Regions from separate parts of the Danio rerio genome. Here region 2 is linked to region 1. A link is a contact called in public Micro-C data. All regions are on one chromosome and are shown on one strand. The core of a region is the stretch at or near the end of the contact, and the rest is flanking DNA. Distances in the headings are between cores, read along the strand shown.

What was found. Hi-C and Micro-C count contacts between places; a contact is called where the count stands out from the background.
Region 2: a Micro-C map of caudal fin shows a contact between it and region 1, with 3 times the contacts expected there. The contact joins the promoter of cdk17 here to the promoter of lta4h in region 1. A contact is called at or near these places in 3 of 18 Hi-C or Micro-C datasets (caudal fin, hematopoietic stem cells and an unstated tissue) and 1 of 4 datasets of contacts at active chromatin or transcription factors (embryo).

What each region holds. Positions count from the first base shown.
Region 1 is chr4:8,152,850-8,160,373 of GRCz12tu, reverse strand. It overlaps lta4h (leukotriene A4 hydrolase), which reads left to right and starts at 3,487. Exons shown (of 19, transcript NM_213286.1): 1 at 3,487-3,643; 2 at 6,542-6,672. The coding sequence starts at 3,488. All of the region lies in intron 2 of LOC141381591 (a long non-coding RNA gene), which reads left to right.
Region 2 is chr4:8,293,110-8,300,633 of GRCz12tu, reverse strand. cdk17 (cyclin dependent kinase 17) reads left to right here and starts at 4,741. Exons shown (of 17, transcript NM_001201357.1): 1 at 4,741-5,058. The region is part of intron 2 of LOC141381591 (a long non-coding RNA gene); the gene reads left to right.

The sequences.
Region 1 (7,524 bases), core at 2,238-4,737:
ATAGATAGATAGATAGATAGATAGATAGATAGATAGATGGATGGATGGATGGATGGATGGATGATATGGATGAAAGATAGACAGACAGACAGATGAATAGATAGTTAAATAGCCAGACGGATGATAGATAAATAGACGTGGTTCTCAAACCTTTATCATCAAGTACCACCTTAAAAAGGACGAAGCAGTGGCGCAGTAGGTAGTGCTGTCGCCTCACAGCAAGAAGGTCACTGGTTAAAGCCTACGGTCAGTTGGCGTTTCTGTGTGGAGTTTGCATGTTCTCCCTGCGTTCGCTTGGGTTTCCTCCGGGTGCTCAGGCTTCCCCCACAGTCCAAAGACATGCAGTACAGGTAGGCTAAATTGTCTACTGTATGAGTGTGTGTGTGTGTGTGTGTGGATGTTTCTCAGAGATGGGTTGTGGGAAGGGCATTCGCTGTGTAAAAACATGCTGGATGAGTTGTTGGTTCATTCCACTGTGGCGACCCCGGATTAATAAAGGGACTAAGCTGACAAGAAAATGAATAAACCACCTCAGAAAACAAATGTCTCTCCAAGCACCACTATAATGAGCAGTATTGAAATACAGTAAAGTAATTAGTGCAGTAAAGAAGCTACAGCTCTGTACAGTTCGTAAACGTGGTAGATTATTTCCTATTATTAAGAATATTTATTATTATCGGCCACTTTTAACATTATAAATAATCTGAACATTAACACTGTGCTTTGCTTATATGTAAAACAAACACACAAACAAACTAATAACGTCAACATTTATATTAAATTGTGCTTTTAAAAGTTAAAAATGTTAGCGTTCTGTTCTTAAAAAGTAAAAAAAAAAAAATGATAATAAAACTGCTGTACTTAAATGTTTTTAAATATAGTGGCCAATTCATCAACACCTGATAATATTGCCTGGACCTCGGAAATATATGCTATATGTAAAAACGTTCATATATAAATCATTTTTGATAAATTTTTAAATATGTAGCATGTACTTATGACAGAATTGATCCTCTGCAGACCAGTAGAAGTAAGCCCGTGTCCCACCACAGTTTGAGAACCACTGTCTTAAAATAATAAAAGGTATACAGAAGTCTACTATAATATCTGCATGACTTAAAAACAAATCTTTGTCAGTAAGTGAGTGGCATGAGGCTCCACAGGGGGGTGGAACCATCTTCCGATTTCCTGGAGGGAAATCCACTGACAGGAAGCCGGATCCTTCAAAACACACATTCAGATGATGAGAATTCTCTCTTAACCTCTTCAACACAATTCTGTTGTATTTTAATGTGCTCTAATAGAGTGCTGATCTTAATGATTAGTCCTGAATTGATCCACTTGAGATGCTCACATGCTGGGTTTTTAAGAGGCATATGAAAACAATTATGATCTCAGAGATTCTTTATAATGTCTGTTCATAATCTGCCATCTAGTGGAGGAAAAACAAATGACAGTTAAAAAAAATCTGGCAATCTACATTAAAATAATAATAACCTAATAATAACAGAAGCTGAATTAGGGTATAGAATATATATTTAATTAATAATAATAATAAAAGATAATTTTAGTATACTATTTATATTTATCAATATGAAAATAAATCATAATAGAAGTAAAACTGTCAAAGAAAATATTGTTCATTATGATGATGGATGATGATAGAAGATTAATTGTTGTAAAGGGTGACGCGGTGGTGCAGTAGGTAGTGCTGTCGCCTCACAGCAAGAAGGTTGCTGGTTCGAGCCTCTGCTGGGTCAGTTGGGGTTTCTGTGTGGAGTTTGCATGTTCTCCCCGCGTTTGCGTGAGTTTCCTCCGGGTGCTCCGATTTCCCCCACAGTTCAAAGACATGTGGTACAGGTGAATTGGGTAAACTAAATTGTCCGTAGTGTATGAGTGTGAATGAGTGTGTATGGTTGTTTCCCAGAGATGGGTTGCAGCTGGAAGGGCATCCGCTGTGTAAAACATATGCCTGATAAATTGGCGGTTCATTCCACTGTGGCGACCCCAGATTAATAAAGGGACTAAGTCGAAAAGAAAATGAATGAATGAATAATTGTTGTAAAATGAAAACTGAATTCTATAATATAACAATGTTACAATATGACATTGTGACTTGGTAATGTTTCATTGCACCACTATTAAACTATTGTAATTCATTTATATATCTATATATATATATATTTATTACATTTCGATCTTCATTAAAATATGAGTTAATTTGTCAACTGCACCGTGAACTATCTCTTAATATGCCATCAAATATGTTTGTTTTACTTCTAAATATACCTGACAACTCCTACAAACGCTAAACTAAATGCAATTTTACTACATGTTTTTGTAAATCATGGTAAAAAGTTTAACAATATTTAAAAAAATGTATTATATTGTATTTAAAAATGTATTATATTATATATTATCTTTCTATATATAAATATAGAATATTTAATTATATGTATATTATGTATTTATTATATATTACATAAAATATTAAATCTTATATATATATATAATATATATATATATATATTTTTTTTTTATATTTGCTAAATAAACCTTATTTGATGCTTTAAAAAGCCGACACAACACATGGAACTTGTTGTTCTGTTTTGATGATTATTTTGATGATTATTTGTCATCAAAATATGATAGTTTGTACAATATGTTAATGCAATCAAAACAGTTTTGTTCTAAATATGCCTGACAACTTAGTTACATAAACTGCAATTTTACTATGTGTGTTTTGTAAATCATGTTAAAAAAGTAGCCTATAAACCTATGAGTAGCCTATAGGTAGGGCGAGACGGCATCTGTTGACATTTTTTGCTATTTCTGCGGATAATTTTGGTACAAATCTGCAGATTTCTGCAGAAATATTTTGGATGTATCATAACTAAAACCTTAATATATGAAATAAAAAAATATTTTTCAACTTTTATTCAATGTTTAAAATGCAAATCCAATTAGATCCACTTTATTTGGTAAACAAAGCAAGTCTCTCATATAATATATCAACTAAAAGACAGAAAATATTACTTTACAAACTGCATTGTACATAAATCAGATCGACATTTGCATATTAGCCAATAGCATTACTGTAATTAGTTTAAAAACTAAATAAATATCGATTTACACACATTTACTCAAGTAAATAAACTTAAATAAACTAAACAGATTCTGTGTGGGCCTACCTATAGGTCATAATATTTTACTCAGAATAGAAAACAAATGTTTATAAGAATAAAAATCTGTAATGCACTCTTTTTTTGATGCTCAAAATCCCAACATACTACATGAGCTCCGCTGTTTAGGTTTTAAACATGCACAAACACCCTCAGCCACAAGAGGACGGTAACAACTCATCGTTCTCACTGAGAAGAAAGCACAACTACAACTCCCATGATGCCGTTCACCCTGCCGGCGTCACGTGACATGCGTGTAGGTTAAAATCCATTCGCAGCGCGAGCCGAGTGCTCTCTGCTCAACCATGACTCCAGTTTCAGACCCTAGCTCCTTCTCCTCGCTCTCCAAGTGCTCTACCAAGCACTTAAACCTCATTTACCATGTCGACTTTGACAGGCATGTGCTCAAAGGGAAAGTCGCCCTGACTGTGGAGGTCCTGGAGGATAAATTCTCTTCTCTGGTACAGTTTTTTTTTCATCGGATTTATCAAAAGCTGTCATCGTGTTTGCTTGCCTTAATCAATACATCTCAAGTACACATATTGAATGAGTACGATCCAATGCACTGTATGCTTTTATGATCTATTTGTCACTTTGATAAGGTGCTAGAATCTAATCAAGTTGAGTAATAGTCAAATTAAGATCGCTAGAGTTGATTATTTAGAAATAGCCTAGTCAATCATACTAGTAATGCTAGATTGATCAGGATCGTGTTACTTATTTACACGAATGTGATACTGTAATGATAATATCAGCAGTGTAATATGATGACCTGGAGGGTTTTCGTTTTGTATTGTTTATGAATCTGATACTTTAATATGACCATCATCTTTTTGCAACAGCACGAGCAGTGATTTGATTGTTATATTGCATCTTTATCGTCATTAATGGGGTTTATTAGTCACGTACTGTGGTTTTACTGCACCTGAACTTTGAGTTTAGCATCTGCCACATTATATTGATGGACTTTTTACCTGAGTTTAACAGATTTGACTGAAGCTCTCAGATAAATGTAAAGTTTGTTTAGTTATAATTTGTTGGGTGTAAGTATTTACCAAGTAACTAATTACTATAATTATATTTCTGCTGGAAAAGTAAGGGATTGCATGTCACTTTTAGATTATTTAATTGGAGTTACCTAAATATACTTGCATTAAATACTGTATATACATTAAACAGTTGTATATAAATCAATTCAGGCACGCAGAGTAGTATATGAGTAATTGCGTGCAAATGTCAACCTTGTCATAAAAAAATTAAGTTTTCACAAAAATACGGAAGTCGTTTCTGGGTTTTTTGGGTTAGCAAGTATTTTACAGTACTTAAGAAAATAGAGGTAAAGTTGGTTTTATATTTGCACATTCAGACTTTCCCTTTAATAATATAATTTCATAAAAGTATTATTTGCAAACTCTAAATAGTGAAATCATATTAGCAGCCAATGACTATTAAAGTACAACATTGTTCACAGTCAAATAAACAGTGTAAATGTTGTTTTCAAGTCACACTTGCATGCTAATTTCAATTGAATATTCAAAGTAACATGGTAAACAATACAGAGACTTCTAAATAAACTAATGTGTGAATATAAAACCAACTTTACCTCTATCTTAAGAAATACTCAACAATGCATCTGTCAATGTTTTCAAACTATTCTATTTGATTTACCAAAGTCATACAAGTGGCAATTTCACATCTGTCACATCCATGACGGAGAGACGTCACATCCATAACGACACTTTTTCCTCATAAAAGTGAAAATGTTCAATAAAATAAACCCAATCATTGATGTTTTATAGAGAGCCAACTCTTATCCTTTTGATTATTATTGTTTCTTTTGGATTGTGCAGTTTAATTCACAGAATTTCTTCAAAGTATGTTGTATACTGTAAACCCGCAGACTTTTTTTTGTCACATCCTTAACGCATGTTTATTTTCCTAATTTAAAGTACAGAACATGTTTACAGATTAATATTTTTCTGGTCCTATAACTCTGGTCAGTTGTTCTGGAAAATATAAGCTGATGTTTAAATATATCGGTAACATACTTTCTATGTGAAATTATGTTTTGAGTTTTTACTGCAAATGTCACATCCATAACGCTGAAACTGCTCATTTATTTTGAAGAATAATTTGTGGTGACAACTGTACATGCAATTAAGAATGGATTTAATGCCAATACAGTATAAATTCAGAGAAGCAGAGTAATTATAATTTTAGAGTAGTTATGTGTTCTTTTATTATTTATACATTTTGAATATGAAGTTTGTCAACTAATGAATGTTTTACTTGTAACTAACTGCACAAGCTTCTTAAAAAAAATGTAAATGTAAAATATGTAAATATTGTAAATAAATGGATAACTTGCACTTTGGAAAATATATATATTTTCAATGTTCTTCATATTATAAGTGGAAAATAAGCAGATTTATTTCTCTTCTTAAATAAAACAACTCTTGTATATCCTGTAAATAATATATCACAAATTGACGTAAAAATAAAAAAATAAAAAAATAAATAAATAAATAATATAAAAAAAAAAAACAATCTTTCTGGAAATAATTAGAAAAGTAATTTAAATACAATTTTGTTGACATCATTTGTGAAAAGTAACTTACCCAACACAAAAAAATCTTACCGCCTTACATTTTTAAGGTAAATCAAGTGAAAATGTCGAGTGATCTCGTATATAATTTCTAGTGATCATCAGTCAAAGTGACTAAAAATGTTAAGTTAAACCTTTTATAACAACAAAAAAATTGTTTCAACCATTTTAACGTGAATATTTTTATGTTACTGCAACTTATTTTAATGTCATGAATTTGTCATCGTTTTTTACAGTTAATAAAGATAATATAATATTATATAGGCAGCATGGTGGCACAGTGGGTAGCGCTCTCGCCTCACAGCAAGAAGGTTGCTGGTTCGAGCCTCAGCTTGGCCAGATGGCATTTCTGTTTGGAGTTTCTCCCCGTGTTGGTGTGGTTTTCCTCCAGGTGCTTCGGTTTCTCCCACAAGTCCAAAGACATGTGCTATAGGTGAATTGGATAGGCTGGATAGGTAAATGGAAGTGTATGGGTGTTTCCCAGTGATGGGTTGCAGCTGGGAGGGCATCCTCTGCGTAAAACATATGCTGGATATGTTTGTGGTTCATTCCGCTGTGTTGACCCCTGATTGATAAAGGGACTAAGCCTGAAAGAAAATTTATAATATAATATAATATAATATAATATAATATAATATAATATAATATAATATAATATAATATAATATGTGATAAGTCAAAGTCATGTAATTTTAGTATTATGCAAGGAGACAGCAGGTAGTTTGTTATTAAAATTTAGTTTCTCTTTTTCTAGACCCTGGACTCTAAGGACCTGAAGATCTCTAAGGTGTCTGCGAATGGCCAAGCTGCAAAGTTTGAACTTGGAGCCAAGCATAAATTTAAGGGATCCCCTTTGGAAATCACCCTGCCTTTTGAACTCTCACGGTACTGATGCAGACTTATTGTTTCTGAAGAGATGTTTGCTTTCTTTCTCAAGCATTTCAGTTTTTTCTGATATGCAATTAATTCACTGCCAATGTGAATGTGCCTTGAGACACAACATAGACTGATAGATACTTTCAGAACAACACTAATTCCAATCCAGTGAGCTAAATCTGAATAAATCTAACGTGAGGAGTTTCTCAAAAAGAAAAAAAAAAGTTGCAAAAATAAATACTTTTTAATATAAAAAGCTGAAGCCTCTCTCATTATAAAAATATTTCGTTTGAATGTGAAATTGTAAAGACTACCAAACTAAGGATTTTATATTGAGAGTAGTTTGAAGGATCTTTTAGTTTTCTCTCCATGAAGTTTCTTGTCATATATGGACATAAAAAAATCATGTTTTTAATGTAGATTTTAATGTTAAGAAGTGTTTTTATATTGTCTCTCATTGATTTATGAAGTTGTTATTATTATGAAATGGTGATCTTTCCATTAAATAGTCACAAGTTTCTTAAATGGACAAAAAAAACTATGCAATTTAGTGTATTTAGTTTAAATGTAAGAAATATATTTTTGGTTCCTCCTTTTAAAGAATTAAATTGTATTTATTTATTTTTATTTATTTGAGCAATTAGCCATTTTCTCATTTGGCTTGTTGAAATCTACATAATTTAATGCATATTTGGGGATATCACAAGAAAAAAAACACAAGATGGAAAAATAAAAAATGTGCATAAAATCTTAGCGTGTGAGCCTAATTGAGGCAAATGGATTTGTATGTCACAAGAAGACGTGCAAATAAACAATGGAAATGTGCAGTTTCCTTGAAATATTATCATTTGTGTAATCTTG
Region 2 (7,524 bases), core at 3,492-5,991, 140 kb before region 1:
GATTTTAAATTTATAGTTATATAATATATATTTTTATTTATTTTTTTTTTTAATTATAAAAAACTCAAAATAAAAAAATTGATTATGTAATTGCCCTCAAACATTTTTTATCACAGTACTAATGTTTTATTTTCTAAGAGTTTAGAATGAATATTTGATGGAATAAGCTTGCGGTAACTCTTATTTCGAGCTCAATAGTTACGATCGCCTAACAGCAAGAAGTTTGTTGGTTCGAGTCCCGACTAGGTCAGTTGGCATTTCTGTGAGGAGTCTGCCTGTTTTCCCCGTGTTGGCATGGGTTTCCTCCGAGTGCTCCGGTTTCCCCCACAGTCCAAAGACATGCACAATAGGTGAATTGGATGGCCTAAATTGGCTGAAGTGTGAGTGAGTGTGTGAATGTGAGAGTGTATGGGTGTTTTGCAATACTGGGTTGCAACTGCAACGGCATTCACGATGTAAAACATGCTGGAATAGTTGGCAGTTAATTCCGCTGTGGAGATACCTGATAAATAAGGGACTACACCAAAGGAAAATTAATGAATGAATAAGTAACAATAAATAAAAATCTTATCGATTTTCATTTTTCAAAAGAAAATGAAGCTTCAAATGTCAAAATTGGTATTTATTATTTATAATAAATGTCAACAGACCTTTAAAACAAATATTAATATTTTATTCAAACTCATACTGAATAAAGTGATCTCTAAATATTTCTAAAGCTGTATGATAAGTTGATTTCATGCACTTCATTTATTTACGTATGTGCATGAATATTGAGAATAACCTGTTGACAATTGTAGGAGAGTCCTAAACTAGTTTCAACAAAGAAAATTTCCAAAACTTGCAGCTACAGTATTTCTTAGCAACCATCATGAATTCTATATGCTATATTACAATAATAATATACGCTAAAACATATCTGTAAACTTGCAGTTTTCCATATTTTGTGATCCATGTTTTTATTTATTTATTTTTATTTATGCATTTGAATAGCTTTATGACACCTTGATCTTTCCTCCGACAACTTTTAACCTTGAAAAGTTCGAAAAAGTGTCTTTTATGAACATTTTTTAATGTGTATTGTCTGATTTGGTGTTGTATATTACGCTACAAAAACCTTGTAATAAGCTGCCAGAACATTTTCTGTTATATTATTTCTTTTATTACATTTCAAACTACAAAAATGTCAATAAAAGTCACTTTGTTAATCTGTAGAGTTGATTTTTCAACATCAAAAGTCGACAGAGCAGAGATTAACATCCCATAATGCATTTTACAACTGTAAATAAACAGAAAAAACTTTATTATAGGAGCTGTAAATTAACATATGTTATGTACAGTGTATATCAACCAATACAAAGTACATTTTAGATAACGCACGGTGAGTTTTTAGTCCATATAATGCAATGCAAATATAAATACTACATATATTCCTTCACTCTACAACTTACTTTAGAGCAGAGGTTTTTCATTTGCTATTGTTTTATTATTTATTACTTGTAGTGAGAGTGGTTTCTGTCTTTAGCTGAAAGTAAGTTTCCTCACACTCACCGCAGCTTTAAAGTAGCATTGGTGTGGAAACTGAATAACGCAAGACATGACTGAAAGAGTTCTTCTTTTTCTGCTTTCTTCTTATAAATGAATTCCTGTAGTTTGAATTACTTAGTATTAGAAAAAATTCTATTTCAAAATGACTTTCAAGAAAATGAGTCATGACAGTTACAGAGAACATCCTGTACAAAACTGACTGTATTGTGTCAGAATTCTCGGTCTGAGTTTTTCTGCTGTGTGAAAAAGATTTAAAAATTGTGGATTTATTTATGTTAGCAATAAAACTCACAGTTTCTCTGGATTTTAAATTTATAGTTATATAATATATATATATTTTTTTTATTATAAAAAAACTCAAAATAAAAAAATTGATTATGCAATTGCCCTCAAACATTTTTTATCACAGTACTAATGTTTTATTTTTTAAGGGTTTAGAATGAATATTTGATGGAATAAGCTTGCGGTAACTCTTATTTCGAGCTCAATAGTTACGATCGCCTAACAGCAAGAAGTTTGTTGGTTCGAGTCCCGGCTAGGTCAGTTGGCATTTCTGTGAGGAGTCTGCCTGTTTTCCCCGTGTTGGCATGGGTTTCCTCCGAGTGCTCCGGTTTCCCCCACAGTCCAAAGACATGCACAATAGGTGCATTGGATGGCCTAAATTGGCTGTAGTGTGAGTGAGTGTGTGAATCTGAGAGTGTATGGGTGTTTTGCAATACTGGGTTGCAACTTGAACGGCATTCACAAGGTAAAACATGCTGGAATAGTTGGCGGTTAATTCCGCTTTGGCGACACCTGTTAAATAAGGGACGATAATGAATGAATAAGTCACAATAAATGAAAGTCTTATCGATTTTCATTTTTCAAAAGAAAATAAAGCTTCAAATGTCAATATTGGTATTTAATATTTATAATAAATGTCAACAGACCTTTAAAACAAATATTAATATTTTATTCATACTGAATAAAGTGGTCTCTAAATATTTCCAAAGCTGTATGATAAGTTGATTTCATGCAATTCATTTATTTAATGTGCATGAAAATTGAGAATAACCTGTTGAGAATTTTAGGAGAGTCCTAAACTAGTTTCAACAAAGAAAATTTCCAAGATTTGCAGCTACGGTACTTATTAGCAACCGTCGTGAGTCAGAAATACAGTTACACAACTGGACATGACTTCACTTTCACTACTGTCCCATTATGCATTTCCTCATTCATTATTTTCCATTATACATTTTAAAATCTTTACTGCATATAAAAATGCCTTTTAAAACTAATATACCATGAATGATACTCCCAAGAAAATTGTCAGGAACACTGAGTTTAACAGTTAACATATCTTTTCTTTTTTATATACTTTTCCAGTGCCCACTATATTTCCTCTGATGATAGATTTCTCTAATTTGCAAAATGTAAATTGGAACTATTCTAACCAAGTAATTAAAGATCATGTTGCAAAAAGGAGTATGTCTTAATAAATATATTGAAAGAAAAATGAAATTATAATAAGCAGGAACTATCAAAGAGGCCATATAAAATATTAAATGTAAATTATTTATGGTTGTGATTATCCGTACAACATTTATTCTTTTTTTTTTCAGATCTTATACGGTGTTTGGGGAGCATACTCTCACATTAATGAATATAATAAAACATATAGTAATACATGTGTAAAACATGTGTAAAATGTAGCAATATGGTCCATATTCAGCTAGAAATGACCATTTCTGCCTTTCGTTATTTCTTTTTTCCCTGGTTCAATTTAAACCATTTTAAACACATTTTAACCTGATTTAATCATTTTGTATTCTTTGTTCGGGGTTTTTAATCATTTTTTAACTCTGGTTGCTGTGATCAAGACTTTTTGGAAGGAACATTTTGATCATTTGTGGAAGTTTTGATTATTTCTTATACTTGATGTATTTGATGTTTCTTTTATTCTTGTATATGTAAAGCACTTTGAATTACTGTTGTGTAGAAAATGTGCTATAAATAATAAATCCTTGCCTTACAGGTATTTCTTTGGAAATAGAAAGTAAAAGGTCAAAAAGATATCTGTTTTCTTTTGTGCCAAAATTCATTAGAAAATCAAGTAAATATCCTGTTTTTGTATGAAGATATTATGTACATTTCCCTACTGTAAACAGATCAAAACTCAATTTCTGATTAGTAATGTGCACTGCTAAAAACATGATTTGAACAACTTTAAAGGTTGATTTTCTTGAGCCCTCAGATTCCAGATTTTCATGTGCTTGTATCTTGGCTAAATATTTTCATTTCCCAACAAACCAAAACACTTGAAAGCTTTTATATTCAGCTTTCAAATAATGTCGCCTATAAATCTCAACTTACAGCTGCAGGGTTACAAATATCTTAATCTTCTAAGGGTTATACATCATTCATTCATTAATTTTCATTTCAGCTTAGTCCCTTTATTAAGCTGGGGCACCATAGCGGAATGAAGCACCAGGAATAAACAACTCGACAGAATTAGTTTTCACTTTTTTAACACATCATTTTTAGTTTATTATATTACAGTAACAAATTTTTACAGCTGTTGACAGAAGTACAACATTTCCAAGTTCACAAGATTTACACCTAACCACTACGCCACATCACCCACAAGCGTTCATTCATTGATTTAAACTTTATTACAGACTCAAAGTCTAATTGAAATAAATAAAACAAAACAAAACCATATTCCATAACATATAAGTAGGGCCAAGGAGAATCTGCGGACATTTTTTGCTATTTCTGCTGAGAATTTTGGAAAAAATCTGCAAATTTATGCAGAATGATTTTGGGATATCATAACTAAAAACTTAATATATTAAATAAAAAAATACTTTTTAAAAGCTATTATTTAATGTTTATAATGCAAATTAATTTAGATGCACTTATTTGGTAAACAAAGCAAAAATGACAGAACATTTTATAAACTGTTTTGGTAATAATATACATTTTCATATTAAACAACAATAACATTACTGAAATCATTTAAAAACTGAATAAATATAAATTTACACACACTATTGCACAAATAGTCTCAATGATGGGCTCAAAATCTGCGGAAATCTAGTCTATGATGGGCTTACATATAAGAAACCGAACAGATACCAGCAGATAGCGCTGTTTATCAAGTCACAGCTTGCTGCGATGTTTAAATAATTGTGCGAGAAGGTTTTCCTCTTCCTCCGATGTCACCCCTAGGCGGAGGCGTCAGTAGACGGGCAGCAGCGGCACCCCTCCCGGCCTCGAGCTCCGTCACCGTGCGCTGCGCTACAGGGAAACGATCGCCATAGTGAACCGCACGCGAAGCACCTACGGACCCGTTAAACTGAGGATATCAGCGCAAGTTTGGCCGATTTAAGTGGGGTGAGGCTGTGTGTTTTTCGTCGGAAAGGCGACTTGTGTTTGTGTGTGTTGGCGGAGAGTGGAAAAGACGGCATCCGGCCTCCGAGAAGCAGGCGAGGGCAGGGACTCGCGACCGAACAACGTTTACCGTCTCTGGTGAGTTTTTCCATCCGGCGACCGTCTGCACTTTCGCGGAAGGTGGACGCGAAGCTAATGTTATGTTTGTCTGTTGCGCGTCTATCAAACAAATCCGCGATGTTTTGAGTAATCTGGTTAAATGTTGTTGAGTCGACGGTTGTTTTGTCAACAAGAGCTGAATGTTGTTTTCAAATACTGTGTGTGTTTGGTTTGGTTATAAAAGAAAAGCCAAACCGTTTTGAAGTGTTTGTTTAAGCTTTGACTAGCAACGAGTTCCACCACCTGGTTGAATAACCCATCCTGACAGGCTTTGTAGGTTTGTTTTTGTAGTTTTGTTGGTCACACTTTGCACTAATGTTTTATTAGTTGACGTATTTACTAACTTGAGCTAATAGAGAACCAGTATAGCATTTATTAATCATAGATCAACATTAAAATAATGCATTATTAAAAATAAAACTCATGAATGTTTAGTTAACTCACTTTCAGCTTGAGCCACTGTGTTTTCATTAACGTTAGTTAAGATGTAATAAACATATTGTCAATTTTAGTTAATACATTAACTAATACAATATTATTGTAAAATGTTTCTGTTTTAGTTTGCCTTTATCCTTAAAGTTGAATCATAAGACTAAAATCAGTCATCCTGTTACAATGTGTGCTTTCTGTTGAAGCAGTTATGCAGATCAATTCACTGCAAGCAAACACTGACAGACAGTTGCCTCCTTACTTAATCAAGTTGTTACAGCTAAAATGGTAATTCCCTGGAAAAGTTTCCAAAAGTTAGTGAAAGTATGTGTTGTTTTAGTTTAGATAATGGGGATTTCTATGCGCATGTTTGATATGCCTGCATCAGAAATGTTTTCAGGCGAATATAATGGATCACAGTGCAAACACCAACTAACTGTCTATTTAAATCTTTATACTCTGACTCTATATCTCATATGTTTTCTTGATTTGGACAGTGTTTTGATTTCTAATTTAAGTCAATTTAAAATATAAAATGTAGTTTGACTGCGTATGAGTGTATGTATTTAATAATTAATCATCCAAATAGGCATGTTGTTTCATTTTTTTAATATGACTGCAATGCTGAACCTAAATTTGACGTCTTTTTTTTTGTTCTCAAAAAGTAAAAGTTATATGAAGCACTTTATCTGCATTTAATATACTTTCTGTGTAAAATAGCATGTAATTGAACAGTATGAATTAATATACAGTAATGCATTTGATCAGTTACACAATAAAATTTGTAGTATTAATTAAAAACAGAACTTTTTAATATTATTGTATTACTTGTATCTATCTAGATATGGGCCGCTAAAACATTCTGACAGTATGATAACCTTATAGATAAAATATCAGGGTTTCACGGTATTGTGATTACCGCTCTGATATATGCTCTTTTTAAGTGTCTAAGTAAAAAACAACAACTTTTTCCCCCTTTGAACACAATATACTTTATTTTAGGAAACATTTGTAGTATTTTGGAGCAGTAAACATGTCAGGCTGAATAATTCAAATGAATAATAGACTTCTGCTTTCTTCGTTTGTTTTAAAAACACTGACTTTATTACAATTTAAAATGACACCTTTAGATATATGTTCTGCTACTGTTGTCCTAGAAAACTAAAGATACTTAAAAAATGTAAATCAAAAATCTTACATATACCTTAGGAACGTTATAGCAGAAATTTTTGGCGGTTTTAAAACCTTGACTTTTCCAAGCTGCAGTATACCTTGAAGACGGTTATCGTCCCATCCCTACATGTATGATATGCCTTCATCAGAAATGTTTTCAGGGGAATATAATATCACAGTGCGTACACTCTTAATATCTCATATATTTTCCTGATTTGGACAATGTTTTTATTCATAATTTGATTTAGTTATATATATACATAAATTTCCCAGAGATGTGTTGCGGCTGGAAGGGGATCCGCTGCGTAAAAACTTGCTGGATAAGTTGGTGGTTCATTCCGCTGTGGCGACCCCGGATTAATAAAGGGACTAAGCAGACAAGAAAATGAATGAATGAATACATAAAATGTAGTTTGACTGCTCATGAGTGTATATATTTAATAACTAGCGGTCAAAATAGGCATGTTGTTTAGTTTTTGCAAATATGACTGCCATGCTGAACCTAAATTTCCCCTATTTTTTCATTTTTTTTCTCAAAAAGAAAAAGCTGTTTAAAAATATAAACCACTTTACCTGCATTTAATATGCTTTCTGTGTAAAATAACACACAATTTTACAGTACGAGTCAATGAATGGTAATAAATTTAATCAGTGACACATTAGAACTTGTAGTAATAATTAGAAATAGCACTTTTTAATATTATTGCAGTACTTGCTTCTTTCGATCACATTGTTAAACAATAAACACAGCGTGAATTTACACTTGACAGCTAGTAACATGCACTGTAAATGTCATTTAAATGATTAATCACCATTTTTAAATGGGTTAATAGTTGAACCCTT